4 separate regions of the Mus musculus genome follow, and regions 1, 2 and 4 are each linked to region 3. The links are chromatin contacts, called in public HiCAR-type, HiChIP or PLAC-seq and promoter capture Hi-C maps. All regions are on one chromosome and are shown on one strand. Each heading gives the region's core, a stretch centred on a gene start, on an enhancer-like site or on the middle of the called end of the contact. The rest is flanking DNA. Distances are from core to core; before and after follow the strand shown.

Region 1 (3,483 bases), core at 417-2,916, 830 kb before region 3:
TCCAATACATATAAATAGCAAGCCTCATTGCAACAGGCCAAGGGAGGGAGGGAGGGAGGCTGGGCACTCAGGCTTCATGGAAGGGACTCTATCTCTAGGTGGAGGCTGGGGGTGGCATAAAGCAACTACAAAAGTCCTAAGAACCAGCTGAGGGAAGAGGTAGACGGGAGGGGGAAACACAGGGCAGGGAAGCCTCACTTTTATTTTGATGGTTGAAAGGGAGTGGAATTTACAGGTTTGTTGTGACATGTGACCACTATTCAACTTCATTTTATTTCTATCTTACTGCATAAAGTTGTGTGTGTGTGTGTGTGTGTGTGTGTGTGAGTGTGCTTGCATGCAGGCACATGTGTGCATGCACTCACGTGCAGGAGTGAACATGTCACCACCCTCAGAGGACAATTTTGTAGAGTCAGAAGTCGCCAGGCTTGAGGGGCAAGTGCCCTTCCTCCCGTGCTGAGCTACCTTGCTGACCCACTTTACTTTTTGTTTTATTTGACCTTTAAACTTTATTTTCTTTATATTACTTTTAAATTTCATTTAAATGTTGAGCTTTAATTGTGTTATATTTAGCTTTTAAAACTGTATTTTATTTATGATAGTGAAAATACGCATTCACTTCCCATTACAAGATCGATAATCACAGAAACCCTTCCAGCATTCTGCCCAGGAAACAAAAACAAATTGCGTTTTTGGGGGTTTTGTTTTTGTTTTTGTTTTGTTTTTGCAAACGCATACAGAATTTTGCCTTCAGATTTCTGAGGGCCCTTCCTTTTAAAATTCCAAGTTGGGAAACTTTCGTCTCAGAGTTTATCATAGAAAGTTGCAAATCAAGACACTCTGCCTGAAACCAGGTACGGAGCTCAAGGTAAGAGTTGCAAAGAAACTCTAGATGTGGCTAATCCCCGCGTACTTGTGAATCAACCAGCGGCCGCAGAGGTGGAGCAGGTGGCCGCCTTGCCTAGTGCCTCAAACTGTCCCCAAGCGCCTGTTTCTGCAGCCTATTCAGTGTCATCCGCTGGAGAGAGGATCCTCTCACTTTTTCAGAGCAGAGAAAAGCCACGCTGGGCCAACTTGACTCCATGGGGGTCACTCCATGCACGCATCACTGGAATCCGTTCCCAGACGACAGATTCATTGCAGAAGAGATCCTTTTGCCTCCCCACCCCCTCCTTTCTTTTTGACAGTCAGTTAATAAAGACTCAACAGTAAGCAGCTCCCAGTGATGTCATCTGGGACTTTGTCCACAGCGCCTGTATTTACAAGCTCGCAGCAACCACAGAGCCGCAGCCCGCGGCTTCCAGGTCTCTGCAAACTCGCCCTGGATCCCAGGCTGGACCGCTGGCTCCGTGTGGCAGATCTTCAAGAAAACCCAGACTCCTTCTTCCAAGTGTGTTTTTGAATGCTTCGCAAGTAACCAGGATCGGCAGGAGCACAGCGCTGGAGAGAAACTGTGGGAGCTTTGCAGTTCCTGGCTCCGGGACCTTGTGATTTCCATTCACCAAAGGAAAGAACTCACTCCAAGTAAGACTCCTGGGATTTAACAAAAACAAACAAGCAAAACAAAACAAAACAAACAAAGCAAAGATCTTGTAACCCTTTCCCTCTGATGTTTCTCGCTTGCTTTCCGTTTAAAAGGAGATGCTGTTTATGTATTACTGCAGGCTCTCTTGAAGCCACAAGTATGCATTTGTTCAGAGTAATTATAGCCCTCTCAACTCAGGGTTTGGTGGGGAAGGAAGCTAGCTGCTAACAGGACTGGGAATTCAGAAGCCGGTACCCCTGCTCCTAAACTACCCCTGCTCCTAAACTAATCCTCCGCTTTTGCAGTGGGTGGGTAGTGGGCGGTTTGCTGTTTTCTGTTTTAAAACAAATGCCAGCAAAATAGTTAGGTCGACCTTGGAAGGTTGGAAGGAAATTCTAAGACTTTAAAAAACTGAATGTAAGTGTGTTCTTGGAGAGAGACACCTGCTTCCTCTAGGACTCTTTTTGTGGGTTATAGATTTTAATGTGAGCATGCTGGTTTTCAGTTCATCCCATGCAACTGTAACTTCCCCTTAGTAATAGTCTCCTCTCTCTCTCTCTCTCTCTCTCTCTCCTCTGGCAACTTTTCTTTCCTCTTCTTTTTTTTCCCTGCCTTCTTTTTTCTCCCTTTCTCTTCTGTTTCTCCTTGTTCCCCTTCCCCCCCACTTCATTCATTTTCCACCACCTCAGTACTGGAAACTACTCTGGAACTCATTTCTGGCTATCCTGGCCCCTTCCCCTAGTGTTCCATGGAGAAACGGTGGGTGCTCTGATGGACTCACTGAGTGAGCATGCCCAGTTCATGTCCCACTGTCAAAGTATAACTTGGACACCACTGTCCGTGGCAGTATCTTTGCCTCATCTTTCTTTCTCCTCAAAGCTCTTTAAACTTTTCAGACATTCTCTGGGGTTTCAGCAGAGAGAGTGTATAGGATGCTGCCAATCCAGGCAGGGTTTCCCTCCTAACTCAGCCTGCAAGGGGCACACAGCTCAGTAACCAATCTCGCCTGGAAGTTCTGCTTAGGTGTCCTGTGAACTTGCCTCGCAGGGGTTTCCTGCTCTGTACTTGCAGCTCAGACTCTTGCTCCTAGCAAATCTCAGCTGACTGATGCCCTCCACCCTCCGCCCCTGACAGCTCAGGACTGACTGGCAAGAAGTGGCTCTTGGCTTGTTAGCTCCTGCAGGAGAACCCCATGACTCATTCTGTGAGACTGACTTTCTCCTGAATTCAGGTGCTCTGTCAGCACCCCCAGGAGCCTGTGAAGTGACAGCCTTCATGTCTTTCCTCTGGGCAGTCAATAGGGAAAGGTCTTAGCAATCTTTGGCTGTTTTCTATGGAATCCTACCCACCTCCTGCCTTCTTAGCAGCTCCCAGGTTCTCCATCAGACCATGCTCAGCTTGTATGTATTATGACCCTGTATTCTTTGTAGAACTGTGTTTACATCAAAGAATCTGCTACTAAACATTGTTCAATACCTGATCTTCTCCCCTTAATGAGGCTAGGTTTCATATAGCCTTGAACACCACATGTAGCCAAGGCTGGCCTTGAATTTCTGATCCTTCTACCTTCACCCCCTCCACCCTCAAATTGTAGACATGTACCATCAGGCTAGACTTATGAGGTACAGGAGATTGAACCAGAGCTTCCTGAATGCTAGGCAACTACTCTACCAACCAAACTACATTCAGCTCCAGAAGAAAACTGTGGCATAAGAAATCACTTGCCCAAAGGCCTCCAACAGAGCTCTGCTGGAGAATGTACTAGAATCTGAATCCCACACTTAGTCTGGCATGCATACTAGCATGTCACTTTTCAAGTTCTTGACAATTAGAACAGAAACAAGATCCACAGGTGTACGGTACCCGTGCCTTCTTGGAGGAACGGGGCTCTGCGCAGGTGTACAGATAAAGGTGGCCCAGCAAAGAGAACAGTCCTGTTTTGGTTTTGGCTCTGGTTG
Region 2 (3,901 bases), core at 810-3,309, 920 kb before region 3:
TTGAGTAAGGCAAAGGTATGGTAAGCACTTGTCATGCACGATGTTGTTGGCTCTTCCCTATGTTTTAAAATAGCAATCCTGTGTTTAACCTCATAGATGGCTACTGTTTCTCTCAGGTGTTGCTGCCTGTCTTCCAGTCCCAAAGCAAAGTGAAATCACAGGGCCCCTTGTTCAGTTAAGGAGACAAGAATGACAGGAGAAGAGCCTGGGAGACGGGTCATCAGGTAAAAGCCCTTGCCGAGCCTGATGAATCTGATCCTGGGACCCACACAGTGGGAGGAGGGAACTGGCATCCTCAAGTTGTCTTCCGACCTCTACGTGTACACACAATATGAACAAATAAATGTGATATAAGAATGATGTTAAAAGAGAGCACATTAACACACACACAAGCCCTTGCAGGGAACAGGGCTCTACAGGGCTATGAAGATTGCATATCCATGAGGCTGGCCCAGTCCTCTCTTTCAGCCTTCTCTTTAACTTCCCCGTGTGCTGGGTTTTGCCTCTGAGCAGTTCAACAAATCGTCCTGAACGATGCACACATACATCACCCTTCCTCATGTTCCGTCTTGTTGAGAACCACAGACAGTTTTATTAACATGAAGGAAAGGCAGAGTAATGAATGTATGTGTCAGTGTTTCCTGGCTCACATTTTCCATTGGAGAAGAATACTTGGGGTGCTTGCCTCGTTCTAGGTACCCCACTAAAGGCAGGTGCTCTGAAGGAGGGAGGTCATTAGGGCAACCCAGAAAGCCTGGGATTTTTTAATCTGTAAGCCCACTTGAGATATACCAATAAATCAGCCTCCTGGAAAATCAGCAGTCTAGAAAAAATGTGAAGGCTCTTCCATTTATCTCTTGTTTTATCTGACTTATGGTTTGCTTTGTTATTCTATTTTTTGAGACATTTATGCATAAGTGTTTGTTATCTACTGTTTAATGTCATAATCTGCCTAAGCTATCATTTTTTTGAGTAACATTTTTTGTATGTATATGTGAGAGAGAGTTCACACTCGCACTTGTGTGAGTATATGCATGCCCATATATATATGCATATATATATGCAGAGGCCAGAGAAGGAAGCTGGGAGCTCTCCTGTACCTCTTTCTGCTTTCATCTCGTGACATGGGGCAGCCAGCAAGCCCCAGCTACCCTCCTACTGAGATTAGAGGTGTACAGAACCACACACGGCTTTTTATGTGTCTTCTAAGGATTTGAACCCAGGTCCTATTGCTTGCCTAGCAAATGGTCTGACCCATCCAAGCGATCTCCTAGACTCTTCTTCACTTGTAATATTTTAAATTCTAATCAGGCTTATAAACACTGTGCGCTGATGATTATCTATTTGGATTCACGGAGAATTTATTTGAAGCTGGATCTAGCTGAGAGGTCACCAAGAAAGAAAGAACTTGAATAACTGTCTTTCACTCGGGAAAATATCTAGTGTGGGTTCTGGCTAATGAATGAGGGTGGAAAAGTGCTATGCATCTCAGGGGCTCTTTGAAAGTGAAAATTACTTGATTTAGCTTTTCAGGAAAACCAAATTATGCATATGTCCCTCCTGTAAGGCTGTACAAAATCAATGTTTGTAGAGAGCAGAACAGGGGCCGTAATAAGTCACCCCTTTCAGAAAGTACTCCCCTACCTGCAGGGATTCCCGCCCCCTTCGTTTTGGCTTTTTTTAGATGAATGAAGAATTTTCTCCACAAATTATTAATTATTCCATCTTGGCTATAGAACTCCGTTCCTTGTAGTTCAGTAGGAGTCAGTGCTATTCAAACTGCCGCTTTTGATGAAGTAATCGTCCGCTTCTGGGGCCTCTTTTCAGCTGCCCTGGGCGTGCGTCCCATGTAAACGACTGCCAAATAGATTCTTTCGACATTCCAGCCAATTAAAATACATTTAAAGTGCAGCTGGTGGAAAGGCAAGCCGGGCGATCCCGATCACGAGGAGAACTTCGGGGCAGTGAGATAGAAAAACAAACTTTGGGGCTCCCACGAGGCAGCGGAGAAGTCAGAAAAGGGAGCTAGCTACCTCTCACGCTACCCTCCAACCAGAGATGACACCTGGATCCCCACCTTAAAAGACACCAAGGAGGGAAGCCTGCTTGGGAGGGTGTGAGTTTTTCCTCTCTCTTGTTGCCTGTGGAAGCTGAGTGTTGGCTCGGTGCCCGGTGTGGTACTGCATTCAAACGCCCGCAGAACACAGGCGTGTTTGTTAAGCAAGCCAGTGATCAAAAACTCCTACAGGAAGATCCGAGAACCCCCCAGGAGCCCTCCTGGGTAGCACTAGGACTTTGGATGGAATGAGACAGAACCCCGGAGCAGGCTAACGGTGGCGGAGCAACCAGCTGGCCTGTCTGCTATGCCTTTTAGGTAAGGATAGAACTTTTCTTTGCTTCGCTTTTTGTCCCACTGCGTGTGGACTTTGATGTGGAGAATTAAGGTTACTGTGCTCAGCAGGAGCAGTGCAGTGGTCTGGACTTCTGATTTGCAGGTCTGCGTGATTTTTCTGGAGGACTCCGAGGAGGAGCCACTCAGTGTAAATACATCCAGGCATCGCTCAGCACGTGCAGGCTGCGTTGGCACTCACCATGGTGCCTTTGCGCGTGTGGCTCCCTGCTATTTTCTTCCGGTGCTTGCTTTGCGAGAATCCAGGTGTGTGGGGTTTCACAGTGAATTGCTTCCTCCTCGGAACCTGTAATTGCTGTCTAATGCCTGTTTGAGTTTTAGTTCCCATTTCTTGTCGCTGTTGTCTCCTTCCTGTGGTACCAGCGCCACACCTGTACAATCGAGCAAAGTTTACTTGGTTCTCTCTCTCTCTCTCTCTCTCTCTCTCTCTCTCTCTCTCTCTCTCTCTCTCTCTCTCTCTCTCTCTCTCTCTCCCCCTCCCTCCCTCCCTCCCTCCCTCCCTCCCTCCCTCCCTCCCTCCCTCCCTCCCTCCCTCGCTAATATCCAAACAAACCTAAGCATTTTGCTTTCCTAAAGAAAAGCCAAAATGTTTGGAAATGTCTTGGTAAATCTTGATTCTTTTTTCTGCTTCTGGAGTTGTTCCTTCACGGGCTTTCAGTTCAAGCTTTTCTTGGGCTTCAAGGAAACAGGTACAGCCCTGATATCTTGGCGCTGCTGTTCAGTCAGCTCCCAGCTCAGGGGTCCCAAGCTCCTGCCCAGTTCATACAGCTGAGAACACCAAGCAGATGTATAATTGAGCACTGGGCATCAATTCCTACCCACCAGTTGCCAGATGAAAGATGTTCAAGGATCTTGACTGTTTCCTATCTCTGGTTGTCATGGTTGGCTCATTCTGGCTTTGACTTTGTTCGCCGTGAACAAAGAATCTCGCACGTTTCACGGTGAGGGATTGTGTTGCAGAGACCTGAGCGCTGCTAAATGTGCTTTATTAATCTCTAACGTGCCAGTAGCTCAGAGCCCATGCCAAGTAGAGACTTTCCAAATTTTTTGGAGCTACCTGCTGCCAAGATAAACAGCGGTTGGCCCCAGGAGGGGTATTTTAAGGGATCTTGCAACAGCAAAGTTTTACCCATTAAGAGTGGCGAAAGTCAATGAAGGAAATACTGAATAGAAGAAGTTTCAGGGAAAAACCTGACTCAGCTCTCTACCCATTGAATGGACCCAGTGGAGAGAGTCCATCCTCTCATGAACAAAGGACTCTGGGTTTCCTGTGGGCAGGCAGTGACTTTGCTATATGTACACATAGAGCTCTGTTTATGATAGAGGTGAATGGAGACATTCGTGAACACAGATACTTTCCCTGCCTGTGGCAGTGCCAGAACTTGGAGGGAAAACACGGCTTCGTGTGACCTGTGCCTGTCCCATACAATGATTCCACCCTCCACCCCCAACAAACACACACAGAAGTCCATATGGACCCAAATGCAACTT
Region 3 (3,966 bases), core at 806-3,305:
TCCACTTGCCACATTGTCTCGAGGAAGATGTGATGATATGGGTGTTCTGTTGAAGAATTAGAGTGTGAGCACTGATTAGATGGCACCAGATGATGCGGAAGGGAGCAGATCTTAGCAGGCTTCACTCCCAACCTCTTCTATCCTCTCCATTGTATTTCTCACAATTCTGAGTGTTTGCTGTTTTCTTTTTAAATTTCCCTGCTTTTATATTATTATTAAAACCTGGGTACTCTTTGCCATATCTTAAAAATAAATGAATGGTTGGTGCTATGAAACTTTCTTACTTTTTAATATCCTTTTTTTCTATTAAAGACTGTTTATATGGGAGGATAAATTCTATTTTAAAGGTTATGTGTATTTTTTCTAGACGTGAACTATTTATAATTCCTTCTGTACAGAAGCCTACAGACCAGGCAGACTAGAGCTATGTTTAGGATTTGTGTGGTTACCTTAGAACACTTGTATCTTTATAGAGTATTGTATGACCAGTGTTATTGTATTTGTGCAATTTGTTGTATTTGGATTTCATTACCTTAAATTCAAGCTGCGTGTAAAGTATCCTCCTTGTCTTTAGAAAAAATTCTTTTGTTTCATTTCATTTTGGAATAAAGGTCTTATCACAATTACACCCTATAAGAGCAGAAAAGAACTTTGTTCAGGGAGAGGTTGGTCCCGTGATTATTATAATTATGTCTCACGCTTGCTCTGTGGAGAGGTTTCCCTGAAAGAATAAATAAGCCAACCCTCTTGCTACTGTAATAGTAATTCGAACAATTGTTAAGATCCACACTTCAGACAAGCGAGTAATGGGCAAAGCATCCTTGTCTCCCCAAGGAGTTAACCAGCTAGAAATGAGGGGGAGGGGTGGGGGAGAATGAGCCTGAGGCAGCTATGGACCGATCTCTGCAAAGGAATTACAAGAAAGTCATTTATGCCTCTTTCAAACCTGCTCTGCTGGCAGGGTAGGGACATAAATGATCACATCCCAGCTGAGAGACCACTTCCCCTCGGGAGACCTCACAGGAGAGGGGTGATGCTTAGCCACGGGTTTCCACCGAATCTCCCAAATCCCAAATCAGGGGTGGGGGTGGGTGGAAATGCGCGGGGGTTGTGGGCGGGGGCACCAAGAGCTGCGACTGCCTGCTCTGTGCACAGCACAGTCTTCCACAAAGCTCCACCAGGAAGGCAAAATAACACCGTGGTGTCCCGGGAATACGCAAGGTGGGTCACTTAGAATTGTCAGAAAGGGGAGTAGTGGAGGAGGGAGGCAGCCTATGGCCAATTGGCCATGCTTTAGCGCTGTAAGGAGTGTATACCCATAGCTGGTGGCTTGGGGGAGCAGTCAGACCCATTTGCTTTTCAGTGAGAGCACAGATCCGGGTGTCCACTCCCCAGGTAGCTTTATTTCTGGGCTAGGAGACCGAGGCTGAGTCAATGCATCCCCCTGCGGTGCATGCAAGCAGGTGAGGAGATGGTGGTTGGGCTAAGCGAGCTAGCTGCGGTAGGGTCACCATCGTACTCGCAGGCATTCTGCTGGAAGACCCAGGTGGCCAGTGAGGTGGGTTTCTCTCAGGAAGAGGCGCGGCTGCGTCGGACACCCCAGGGAACTCGCTGCTCCGCAACTTTGCCAGGTGCTCAGAAACAGCCCTTCGCTTTATCCAGGGCAGTCACCCAGAGGGCCAGGGGGCAGCGAGTGATAGAAGACGCCGGGCTGGGTGGGCGAGACCCAATTGCAAGGGTACTGTTAGCACCGAAAGGGAACATAACACCTGGAAGGGAAGGGTACCGCAGCCTAGCACTCGGGTCTCCGAGTTCGCATAGGACAGGTCCTGATGGCACCTGCTGCGCCCTAGTCACCTCCTTATTCCTAACCTCTGTCAACACTACTCCCGAACCCAGCAGGCGCTCCTTTCCAAGGAACTAGAGGAGGTAGGCTAAAAGGGTGGCAGAAAGGGGTGGGGACAGTAGAGAGACAGTCCCAGCCTTCCCCGCCCTCCACCCCCACCACAACTCAGCAGCCGTCACGTGGTACCCGGAGTGGGAGGGGTGGGGGCAGAAGAGGCGAGACTTTTTTGGGTGCTCCGGATCGCCAGTAGTTCTTCAAGCCTCAGCAGCCAACTCCTCCGGAGGCGCTGCGCTCCGCCCCAGGGAGCGCGAATCCAAGGAGCCTGGGACCAGCCTCTGGGAGCCCCCGGCGCGGGCGATGCGGGCGCCGCGGGCGACACCTGCGGCTCCTCTCGGTGGCAGCCGTCGCTTGGGCGGCAGCAGCGCGAGCCTCGGCAGCCTCGGCAGCTACTGTCGCCGCGGCCAGAACAGCCTCCGCTGCGGTCGTGGTCTCTGATGCTCTTGCCCGCTCCCGGCCCTGCCGATCCGGGAGGATGTGGGTTCTCGGCATCGCAGCAACTTTTTGCGGATTGTTCTGGCTTCCAGGTAAGAAGATGAAGAGGCCAGCTGCCTGGCCAGACACGCTCCTGCTATCTCGCCAAGCGTCCCTGCTCTCAGCCCCAGTGCGCCCAGCTGTGGTCCGCGCTGCGCTGGGGCTACCCAGCGGGAGTTTGGTGCTGGAAACTGAGACCAAAGGCGCTAGACTGGGACGCTCTCCAAGTCCCGCGCTGCAGGAGAGCCGAGAGCGGCAGATTGGCGCGACTCTTGGCTGCAGCTGCGTGGGGTACACAGTCGGGGATACAGAGCTGGGATTGGGGAGGGTCCTTGAGTTGGGCGAGACAGGAAAAGGAGCGACAAGCCTCCAACCTAGTCAAGTTACCCAGTGTTTGTGGCCACCCAAGGGAGCGGCGACGCTGACAGGTGAGCGACTCGCCGGACAATCCTCTGCTGGGGGCGGGGGAGCAGCCCTTCCGGACTGAGTGAGCTAGCTGTGCTCTTCCTGCGATCGGTAGGGTGTTAGGAAGGGGCATGCGGCCCAAAGAGAAGCTCCCAGATCAGAGGAGAGCAACCAGGAAAATATGGTAAGTAACTGCTCCTGATCGCGGACTCTAAGCTATCAGAATTTTTTTCCAACAGCCATGTTTTTCAAAAAAAGGGGTCACAAGACAGGTCTAAAAGGGCTGCATTGTGGTGGTCCCTAAGCAGACGCGCACATCCAACGCAGGCACTCTCTCATTACATCCTCTCCAACCCTCAGCAGCAGCTGCCCCTGTCGCTGATCACAAGAAGGGAGCCTGAGCTGGAGGACTGAGCAGGGATACTTAGCATCCAGCACCTCCCCCCCCCCCCAGGTTGCAGGGTGGTCTCCAGGAAGCATCAGAGCCTCAGCCCATGAACGCTGACTTAAAAGATTAAATAAATAAAACCGAAAACGCGTCAGCCAATGCAATTATGAACGGTGCCAAAATAGTAATTAACCAATTTGTAGCCAATTAGTAATTAGGCTCAGACAGGAGCTCAAGCTTGTACCCCACTACTTTGATCTGGGATTTGAACTCTCACCGGTCTCTTTGCAACTTCTTGCGGAAAGGCCGGAGGGGTGTTATAGGAGCTGTTTGTGTCTAGAGAAGAAATGTAGGGTCTCTGGCAGGGCTTTATCCTCCTAGACCCTGGGAACTGATGCCGCCGCCCCCTGCTGGCTTCAGGCACCTCCAGCCTTCCTGAACATCAGGATGCAGAGCCCAGAAGCCCTTGTTGTCTGGGGCAGTACACGGTGATACCGGCCAGCCAGGATGTGCTCTGTGCAAGCCAGATCTTAACCAGTGTTTCTGAACCCCACCGCATCTGTCCCACAGGGCTGGCGCTGCAAATTCAGTGCTACCAGTGTGAAGAATTCCAGCTGAACAACGATTGCTCATCCCCTGAGTTCATCGTAAATTGCACCGTGAACGTTCAAGACATGTGTCAGAAAGAAGTGATGGAGCAAAGTGCTGGTAAGATACTCTTTCCCCCTCCGACCCCCTTGGAAGGCTGGGAAAGGAGGGTATTAAATTACAGGAAAAGATCCTGACTGATGTAACA
Region 4 (3,614 bases), core at 616-3,115, 570 kb before region 3:
TCTGAGATTGTTTGCTCTGCCCTTGGAAACCTGTGCTGGAAAATGAGGTGAGTGAACTCACATCCACAGAGGGGTAGGAAAATGTGTTTCATTTTTCGCCTAAATTGGTGGCAGGGCAGAAGAAACATGTCACTAAAGGCCAAAGGAGACGACTCCCAGGAGAAATGTTCCCTGCAAAACCCCTGTGGTCTGACAGTTCCTGAGCTGCAGAGGTGGCCCAGCTTCAGTAGGAATGAGGGCGAGGGGCAGGCATGTGGCTTGCCAGTGTCCTTGCTGTGGTGACTGCTTGGTGGTGACAGAAAGAGGTCCCTGAAAATGGAAGTGCACCATCTCTCCTTCCTATGCTGCTCACTGGCATGGTCACATTCGCACAGATGAAAGCGGTGGGCATACATGTCCGTGTGTGTGTCTGAGAGCAGAGGAGGACATCAGGTGGTCTGCTCCATCCCATTCCAACCGTCTTACTGAATCTGGGGATAGGCTGTTGGCTGGCAAACCCTAGGAGTAATCCTCCTGTCTCTACCCTGCACAGCACTGGGATCCCAGCAGTGAAAGTACTCACACCTGGCTTTGTACATACAGGGTGGGGATTCACACTCAGGTCCCATGGTACTTGCACACCAGTAGTTTCCCACACTGAGCCAACTCTCCAACCCCAGGGCCCATGAAATATCTTCTTCCTAAATAAAACGTTGTACTGGATTATGGTTAGACATCATGCGGCTTGCTGATCCTTTAATCTGGATATGAGAAAACCATTCAAACACAGAAAGTGCAGTTTATTGTTTATGCAACCAAAATACACATGTGTAGCATGCCTGGTCTTTATTGTATGAAAAAGCAATGGCCTCTGAAAAGGGTAAGTTAAGCACACAGCTTTCAGAGCTGGGGAGATGGCTCGGTGGGCAAACCTGCCGACATAAGTTCAGATACTCAGTGCCCAGGTAAAGTAGCACATTCCTGTAACCATGGGGCTGTGGGGGAGAGAGGCAGAGGCCTCTTGCTGACTGGCCATTCATTCTAGCCTAAAAAATGTGCTTTAGCTTCAGGCTCACTGACTGAAAGACACCATCTCAGAAAACAAACAAACAAACAAACAAACAAACAAACATGGTGGAGGGCAGTTGATTAAGCTATCTGACAGAGACGCCCTGTCTAAATATGCATATATAGGTGTGTGCTCACTCACTCACACTTGTATACACACACATATAGCTCTGTCCTCCGACTCTTCCTATTTCCTTATGTATGTATGTATGTATGTATGTGTGTGTGTGTGTGTATACACACACACACACACGCGCACACACACACATATATATGTATGTATATATATGTATGAATATATGTATGTATTAATGTGTATATGTATGCATGCATGCATGTATGTATGTATGTGTGTATGTATGTATATATCAGTATGTATCACACCTGAAGTTGACCTCTGACTTCCACATATAAACACTTGTCCTTGCTCTCACGTGTACACACAAATACACAAAACAGTGTTAGAGACCACATACATGTGTCAGTTTTCCGTCCCCCTGTTTGAGGGGGCTAGGAGCAGATGCTTGCCGTCAGGCTTCTAAAAGTCCATGTGAGACGATGTGTTTCCAAGTCAGTGCTTTTCCACTGACGAAGTGCCCAGCAGAGCCAGCTGTCCTTGGTGCCCAAGGAGCCTGTGGCCTCGTCCTCAGCTGCCCCTTCATGTTTCGGCAGGCGTGCCTGGCACAGTTTCTCACATGCCTGAAGTGGTGTCTGTGCCCAGGCTGTTGGCATGGTGGGTGCCAGGGATAAGTAAAGCACAGGGTTCAGCCATCCAGAGACCCATCTAGTGGTCACTGTGATGTGGCTACCCTGCCTTGCCTGTTCCTGCCTGCTTCTGGGCTTTTGGCCAGCTGCTTCTGTCCTAGGTCAAGGCCCTGCTATGCTCAGGCCCTGGCAGCTGTCTCTGCGTGACTGCCTCTTGTGTTTTCATGAGATATTTCTCTGCTTTCATTCCCTCCCTTGAAGTGCTGCTCAATGCTTAGATGGTTAGATATTCTCTCTCTCTCTCTCTCTCTCTCTCTGCATGTGTGTGTAATATATATTGTAAACACACAGAGAATTATGTATGTAGTTTTGATTTTTTTATACACACACACACACATTTATATATAGTCCCTCCTTTCAACAAGACCCATGCCCTGTACTTCTCTACCAACATACTGCCTTTTTTTTTTTAAAGTCTATTAAGTCTAATTAATGTGGGTGGTATGCACCTGAGTCTTGGGCCATCCACTGGAATATGGTTGACCTACCAGGAGCTACATCTGGAAGAAAACTGAATTATTGCTTCCCTTCCCTTCCCTTTCCCAGTAGCCCTCAGCTGTCACTATCAACTGACCTAGGAGTGGGGTCTTATGAGCTCTTCCATGTTCCACTGCACCAGCATGTATGGGGAATCTTGTACAGTTCTTGTGTAGGCCAACAACAGCCTATGTGAGTCTGCATGTGCAATGTGCTATCATTTGCAGAAGACACTGTTTCCCAGTCCTTCCCAAGTGCTGTCTCTCACAACCTTTCTTACCCTCCTTCGAAATGTTTGGAGGGAAGTGTAAAGTAGATGTCGCCTATAGGGCTGAGCCCATGGAGACAGTGTCCAGCTGGTCCTGATTGTTAACTGACTGTAGAGCGAGTAAGTGAGTGAATCCTCCCTAAAGATTTGCTAGGGTAGACTGGAGAGAGATGGAGGAAGCAAGGCTGGGATGGAGGCTGCATGGGGGAGGGGAGTGTTCAGAGCTCTCTGTGAGGACATGCGGGCTTCCAGTGCAGGTCCTAGCAATTGGTTACAAACTCTGTGCCTCTGAGCAACACATCAGCATTATCTCACTTCTAGAAATCAGAAGGTCAAGCATAAAGTTGTGGGCAGGGCCACATTCTTTCTGAGAGCTTCAGGGACACAGGAGATTTTCCTACAGTTAATAGACTGCGCCAGTGCCTTGTTGTGTGGCTCTTCCAGCAATAATGTCCCTCTGACCTATGCCTCTGTCTGAACAGCTTCAGTGGCTGGGACTCATCTGAGTCCCCTCTAAAGACCCTGATGATGACATCAAGCCAACCCAGGTAACCCATAAGAAGCTCTCTCTTGAGATTCTTCATTATGTTTTTCAAGTCTTTCTTGGTATGTGAGATTGCAAACTCATAGTTGCAGGGGATTAGGATATAGGCATGTGGGGTGCAGGAGAAGGGAGGAAGCATTCTGACACATTATTTTAATGAATGAGAATAAATCATAGAGGATAATATAGGAACGTGGAGGATAATATGTGAATGTGGATTAGTTGAGGTGAGCCCTTGAAAGCTGAATGACAGTCTTGTGACAAATGCATTCCAAGGAGAGGAGGAAGGAAAGGAGAGGAAAAAATGGGGGGGGGGTGGGGAAGAGGGGAGAGAGAGAGAGAAGAAAGAGAAAGGGGAAGGAAGGATGGAAAGAAAAAGAGGGGGAGAGGGAGAAAGACAAGGAGAGAGGAAAAAGGGAAACAGATTATGATGTGGAGTAGAGAGTTCAAGATGAGAGAGAGCAGGAGGGGAGGGTGGCAAGAAGAGGGGTGAGCGGCAAGAGGGAAAGAGCG

What was found. Promoter capture Hi-C pulls out the DNA fragments that hold promoters and counts their contacts. HiCAR-type assays count read pairs that join an accessible place to other places. HiChIP or PLAC-seq counts read pairs in DNA pulled down with a chosen protein or histone mark.
Region 1: a contact with region 3 is called in an H3K4me3 HiChIP or PLAC-seq map of forebrain, with 6 times the contacts expected there. The contact joins the enhancer-like site here to the promoter of Lypd1 in region 3. A contact is called at or near these places in 1 of 39 promoter capture datasets (hippocampal neurons), 1 of 484 Hi-C or Micro-C datasets (the G1E-ER4 cell line), 7 of 115 datasets of contacts at active chromatin or transcription factors (astrocytes, embryonic basal ganglia, embryonic forebrain and 4 more) and 2 of 9 other capture datasets (liver and pancreatic islet).
Region 2: a contact with region 3 is called in a promoter capture Hi-C map of embryonic stem cells, with 2.7 times the contacts expected there. The contact joins the promoter of Nckap5 here to the promoter of Lypd1 in region 3. A contact is called at or near these places in 18 of 39 promoter capture datasets (the 3T3-L1 cell line, 3T3-L1-derived adipocytes, HPC-7-derived erythroid cells and 10 more) and 3 of 115 datasets of contacts at active chromatin or transcription factors (astrocytes, embryonic forebrain and embryonic hindbrain).
Region 4: a contact with region 3 is called in a HiCAR-type map of astrocytes, with 3 times the contacts expected there. The contact joins the enhancer-like site here to the promoter of Lypd1 in region 3. A contact is called at or near these places in 5 of 39 promoter capture datasets (the 3T3-L1 cell line, embryonic stem cells, hippocampal neurons and 2 more), 5 of 115 datasets of contacts at active chromatin or transcription factors (astrocytes, embryonic basal ganglia, embryonic forebrain and 2 more) and 1 of 9 other capture datasets (adipose tissue).

What each region holds. Positions count from the first base shown.
Region 1 is chr1:126,735,979-126,739,461 of GRCm38.p6, reverse strand. The region is part of intron 1 of Nckap5 (NCK-associated protein 5); the gene reads left to right. Among named protein-coding and RNA genes, the nearest start is that of Nckap5, 93 kb to the left of the region's middle. Within about 2 kb of position 1,666, at least 33 of the 459 cell types and tissues checked have an H3K27ac peak or open chromatin away from gene starts, as enhancers often do. A contact at or near this core is called in embryonic basal ganglia, embryonic forebrain and forebrain, where this site is marked.
Region 2 is chr1:126,828,790-126,832,690 of GRCm38.p6, reverse strand. Nckap5 (NCK-associated protein 5) reads left to right here and starts at 2,059. Exons shown (of 17, transcript NM_001081756.1): 1 at 2,059-2,374.
Region 3 is chr1:125,910,303-125,914,268 of GRCm38.p6, reverse strand. It overlaps Lypd1 (Ly6/Plaur domain containing 1), which reads left to right and starts at 2,055. Exons shown (of 3, transcript NM_145100.4): 1 at 2,055-2,430; 2 at 3,741-3,878. The coding sequence starts at 2,379. It overlaps Nckap5 (NCK-associated protein 5), which reads left to right. Exons shown (of 17, transcript NM_001081756.1): 17 at 1-633.
Region 4 is chr1:126,483,067-126,486,680 of GRCm38.p6, reverse strand. The region is part of intron 3 of Nckap5 (NCK-associated protein 5); the gene reads left to right. Among named protein-coding and RNA genes, the nearest start is that of Nckap5, 350 kb to the left of the region's middle. Within about 2 kb of position 1,865, at least 35 of the 459 cell types and tissues checked have an H3K27ac peak or open chromatin away from gene starts, as enhancers often do. A contact at or near this core is called in astrocytes, where this site is marked.